Regions from separate parts of the Drosophila melanogaster genome. Here region 1 is linked to region 2. Evidence: chromatin contacts called from public Hi-C data. All regions are on one chromosome and are shown on one strand. Each heading gives the region's core, a stretch centred on a gene start, on an enhancer-like site or on the middle of the called end of the contact. The rest is flanking DNA. Distances are from core to core; before and after follow the strand shown.

Region 1 (2,803 bases), core at 303-2,802, 210 kb after region 2:
TAAAAGTGTTTATTTGATAATTGTATATCCAAATATTTGCATAATTAAATGAATTATGAGAATGAACAATTCCATTTTTGGTAATATGCATATAAATTAAGCATTTGTGTAGCATGGGTGGATCAGATTTGGATTTTGAAAGATAAAGCTTCATCACCTTATAGAGGGTAAGGTCTTAAAAGTTATTTTAAACCGACATATGAATACCTAATTTGGAAAGTGTAATTTGTTGTGATAAAATGAATACTAGGTTGAAATATTTGAAAGAGGGAAATATTTTTTTTGGCAGATTGATGATCTGAAGGGTGGTTTTCGTCACACCCTCCCCTAAAAATGGTACAATTACAATTACAATTAGAAGGGAATAGCAAAAATAAAAAATATTTCTCCAATAAGTGAATTCCCATTAAGCTAATAACCAATTTTGCCACCACATCGCCCCATCCCACCCACTGTGCGGTTTTTTGGCTTGGCACACATTTTGCATACGAAATATTCGCGGCAGAATTATCAAAGAAAAAAGAATGGAAGATTTGCGGGGGAAGGAAAAGCGGTAAAGATGATGACACCGCGAGCCATCAAACCACAGGGAAATGTACGCAAAAACATTAAATAATGAAACTACATACTAACTACTGTACATATGTACATATGTATGTACTTATGATTTCTGTGTGTGCATTTATGAGCTGGTTTAATGAACGCCACTTTTGTTTTGCTGCCCGGTTGTTTTGTGTCTTTGCCGCCGCGAGATGATGATTATGTAAATTGTAGAAAAGTAAAAGGGAAACTAAATACGAGCGCATGCAGTGTGGAATTGTGTTTTCCTTTTCTCCCATGTTTGTGGGCATGTAAGACAATCGAGCGTGCCGATATTAACGTATTTTCCTTAATGCGGTGATTAATTATGCTGAGGTGAAGTTGAATGGAAGTGCTCGAAAATAGTTATCAATTAGGCGTGCCACAATCACTTGCAGCTGTTGGAAAACTAAAACGAAAACAACAACAACGAAACAAACGAAACACACTGCGTTTTCCAACTGATAAAGGAGCACTCACACACATAGACACACACATGCACGCACTTTGCACACCCACACTAGGGCGCAGTCGCGTTCTGATTGGGACCTTTATTGATTTTTCCTGTAAAAGGAATCGGCAGGAGAACAGGAAACTACTAAAGAGTATCTCATGCTCCAAGTTGAGCTAAACACATTTGTATTCGCCAGCTGTATATGGTGCGCATTTATTGAGTAAACATTCTGCGTTTTATTGTCAGGCCCAAAAAGAACAATTCCAATTGGAAGAGTCAGCGACTATACTCCCACACACACACGAACCCAGAGATTCTCCGATTGGCGTACCTTGACTAAAAACACAATTTCTCGGCAGCTTCCTCGCCCACCAGATGACACATTTCCCGCTTTATCACTTGTTTGCCCACAGATATTGCCACTATTTGGATTCTTGGCTTGTTTCGCGACAAAACAAATACGCAGCGCGGCCGAAATTCCGAGTCCGCTTATCAACAAAAATTGCGACCAACCGCGGCGAGCAGTGTGACTGTTATATCGAGAATTCGAAAAACCAACAAGAAATAGCTGCTAGGGATGGGAGAATGTAGCGATATCTTGGGATCATATATATCGCTTGAATATTTACTTCGTTCGTAATATATTTATACTGCAATTTATTTTCTAACCTTAAAGATTTAGTGCTTATATTTTATTCATTATATATCTCGGTTAAGTAATACGTACACCGTTAATTTAAAAGAAAAAATTTAAAAAAAAATGGGATAGAGTTAATGGGGCCGAGTCAGACCAACGCTATGGACTGCATATTAAAACGGATTTGGTATTGTTTTGTTTGTTAAATTATTGAATACATTGAATGAATGTGCCTCCAAAACTGTAACTGCGAATTGGTTCGGGTCTTAGCTAGACCATAAATACCGGTGTGACCGTCACCGCTAAAATGAAAATTCCCTCAAAAATGCAATAGTAAATAATCCATCGCTTAGCAACTGGCCACACTGCAACGTATATAAGCCGACGAATCCCGAATTTTGTTGTTGTTCTTCAAACAGCTGAGCGGCGGACGGATATTTGTTGTTGCTGCGCCCGGGAAGCTGCGCAGCGGAGAACGCGAAAAATAATAAAACGCAAAAAATAGCGAAAATTAAACGCGTTGCAAGTGCAGCAGAAAACAACGGTAATAATTCGCGAAGCCAAGGGACAAGCAATTTAAATTGCGCACAGTGTAGAAATCCAATTGGAAGTTCGGCTGGGAGTCCCAAATTCGTATTGATTTTCTTGTTTGTGTGTGCGCGGGTCCGTGAAAAAGGCAACAAAAGCAAAGCCACCACTTCCAGACTTCCCAATCAGCCACTTCCTTTTCTTCCACCTAGCGGTAATCATTGCCAATTGGAACCGCGATCGTTGCCTTCCAGCGACAACAACAATGTAGCAAGTGTATTTTCTGCTTGTAGTTGTAGTTATTAAACAAGATAAAGTGCGAGAAAGAGAAGGAGATAGACAACAACAAAAGCGAAAGTTTTATTGAGTGCGTAGATGTGTACGAGTGTGTATGTGTGCTATTGCGAAAAATTGTTGATAAATATTGGCCGTTATAAATGCGAATTCAAATGCAGATATTTGCCGATGAAAAGGGTGTTTCCTCAAAAAACCGTTGATTAATTATAAATGCAAGGAGTGGCCGGCTAAGTTGGATTTTTTCGGCTTAACTTGCAGCGAAGCAGCAGCGACAAAATGTGGATACCTTCGAACAACAAATACGGAGT
Region 2 (2,790 bases), core at 24-2,523:
CAGTGGTACCTGTGTAACCCGAGCTGTTTTGAGATTAAATAAAAAATAATCTGACTTAACTAAGTTAAGAACTGAGAAAAAGTTTTCGAATATGCATTACCCAATTACAAATTTTAACAGAATTTTCTTTTCTAATGTTTTTTGAAAGCCAAATTGTTTTTCCAGATATATACTAATCTCAGGATGTATCTTCAGATGTAAAGGTGTAACTTTTGGATACGATCTAAGGTTTTAAGACGACTTTGTAAGGTTCCACTGTGGCTGGTGTGCGGTTTTTGTTGTTTCTGCTGTTACTTGGCTCGTTTAACTTTGAGCAGCTCTGAATTGCAGCAGCCGGCATGCCGGTTTTTTTTTTTCATTCTTTTTTTCCCTACTGCAACTTTAATTGGACATGGGTTGTTGCTGTTGTTGTCGCCGCTGCTGGCGTTGGCAAACGTGTTTTATTATTTTGGTTAAATTTGGCATTCGTTTCCTACGCGGCTTTCAGTTTGTTATCGTTAGGTGCAAAAGAGTTTTGGGTAACAAAATTCAAACAACTTGATTTACTCACCTCCTGGCTGGTGACCTATGACCTTAGGGAGCAGGCGGTGGTGATAGTGGTGGTGGTGGAAAGGACATCCCCTTTCGCACTGCTTGTTGTTGTCGCAAAATCGAAGCAAATTAAACGATAATTTGTTGTGAGCAAAGTAACACGCACACACACAAGCGCACACGCGAACGCACTACACACAGATACACCAAACACTACCGCTCTCTTTCTCTCCTCTCTCACTTTGTGTATTTTGTTTGTTCTGGCTTTGCTTTGGTTTTGCTTTTCCTCTGACTCTGCTTTTACTTGGCGATGCAAGCAGCGCGACGTTGCAACATCGTTCACATTTCACATTTCCCCCAGCTGAATGCACTTTTATCTCGCTTTTGTTCCACTTCCTCTCTTGTTTTGACTGCGGCAGATGCGGCTCCGCCTTCTGCTTCTTCTTCTGCCACTGCTTATCCTGTTTGTGCTCCCCCTCCCTCTTGGCCTATCGTCGCGTCTTCTTCACACAGCTATCCTGCGTGGGCAAGGATGTCTTGCTCTGCGTTTTCCCTTCCGTTTCGATTGCAGATCCTTTTCGGAGGAAAGTTTCGATCACGCACATTTAACTCGGTATTTTCACAGCGATTCCGTTCGCGTCCCACACTCGACGCGATTTATTTTTCTCAATTTTTTCGACGGCCCAGCCGCATTTTACCATTTCAAGAACCAATCGAATCGAAACGCGCAGGGTGTTTGCTGCAGTTATAACGAAAATCCCCCAAATGCGCAACTGAATGCCCTAAAAAATCCAGATATTCTCCCGAGCTCAAAATCGCGTTCGCAGAGTATTCACACTACTGCGAGCTATCGATAACCGTTTGCACTGGGCCACTAAGCAAGATGTCACACTTCTTTATTTAGGTTTAAAATGTGTTTCAATATTCTAATTAAATGCAAAGAAAAAGAATAAATATCCCGGGGTGCGATCATTTTATAAATAGTCTCCTGTGTAAGCAGTGCTCTATGGTTGGTGTCGAACTCCGCTAGGCGAAGGGCAACTCGGCTAAGGTGGTTTCATTCGCTGTTTGAAAAAGTTAAGCTAAGTTATTTTGAATCTTATAAATTATAAATTATCTTATCTTAAATTATCTTATAAACAACGACTTTTTTTTCGTATTTGGACATTAATGTTGACAAATTGTAGATTTGTATTAAATGTAGTTCGTAATATTCAGTTTTTTTGTATGTATCTACATTTAAACAGAATTTCCCCAATGTTTCCCGTTTTAGCAATGACACACTCCATATTTTATTTGACTAACCAGGTGTAGGGCTTAAATTCTAGCAGTGATTGTAAAAATTTGTACAGAAGCATATCGCTTAAATCACAGAGTTCTTTGAAAGCGTAGTAAAGATAGTGTAAAATATAAAATATATTCGCTTGTAGTTGACCGAATGTCGTATGGTGATGGTGTCGCCATCTAGGAGTTATTTTTTTTGTTTAAGATGTGGGGGCCCGAATCTTATCATAGATTCCCGTCAGCTTTATCTGCCGATCCACACTCGATCAGCTTGGTGTTACCGTCTGTTGTATGGCGTCACATCCAGGCGACATAGAAGTGCATAGGATGCACAGCAGCAGCCGCCGTCTTAGGAATAACGGAGTAATGATATACTAGATTCGTTGAAAACTAAGTAACACTACATAATCCGACTATATAATCTTTTATAATTTCTATCGGCTTGATAAAAAAAAACTTTTCATAATTTCCATCGGTTTGATAAAAAAAACTTCTTGCCACTCTAACACCAAAAACCTCCCATTTTTCTCATTATATGTAGTCTCCAATATCTATCGATATGCCAGAAAAATAATGAAATGTAGCGTTCTTACTTTCACTGGCAGCATTCACCAATTAATAAATTAACGTTTCCGTACCTTAAAAGTTGTTTTAAAAAATTGAAACATATTTAATTTCCTTAACGGTATAGCGATAAGAGAATATAACGGCTCTCTTAATGGCAAGACATTCCGGATGGTCTGAACAGTTTGTGTGTAGCTATCGTTGGCTGCTAAACAGTCATGATAACCCTATTAAAACCAATTCATAAATGGCTCTGCTTCTGCCTAATTGCAATAATCGTAATTCTCGGCATCAAAACCCAAAATGCAAATACTAAGCCCAGAGTTTCAGAAGTCACAGGATCGGATGACACAAATTCCGACATTCCTCCTGCTGAAGAAGATCGAAATGTACAGGATGTAGTCCGGCCCG

The links. A called contact is a pair of places that touch in the nucleus more often than the background predicts.
Region 1: a contact with region 2 is called in a Hi-C map of the Kc167 cell line, with 5 times the contacts expected there. The contact joins the promoter of Apc here to the promoter of CG10011 in region 2. A contact is called at or near these places in 5 of 107 Hi-C or Micro-C datasets (the Clone 8 cell line, the Kc167 cell line, embryo and 2 more) and 1 of 6 datasets of contacts at active chromatin or transcription factors (the Kc167 cell line).

Annotation. Positions count from the first base shown.
Region 1 is chr3R:28,843,196-28,845,998 of dm6, forward strand. Apc (APC-like) reads right to left here and starts at 1,553. Exons shown (of 4, transcript NM_057804.3): 1 at 1,365-1,553. It overlaps spg (sponge), which reads left to right and starts at 2,105. Exons shown (of 13, transcript NM_170379.5): 1 at 2,105-2,214; 2 at 2,754-2,803. The coding sequence starts at 2,772.
Region 2 is chr3R:28,633,826-28,636,615 of dm6, forward strand. It overlaps CG10011, which reads right to left and starts at 1,274. Exons shown (of 6, transcript NM_143367.3): 1 at 551-1,274. CG9988 reads left to right here and starts at 2,586. Exons shown (of 3, transcript NM_143368.3): 1 at 2,586-2,790. The coding sequence starts at 2,598.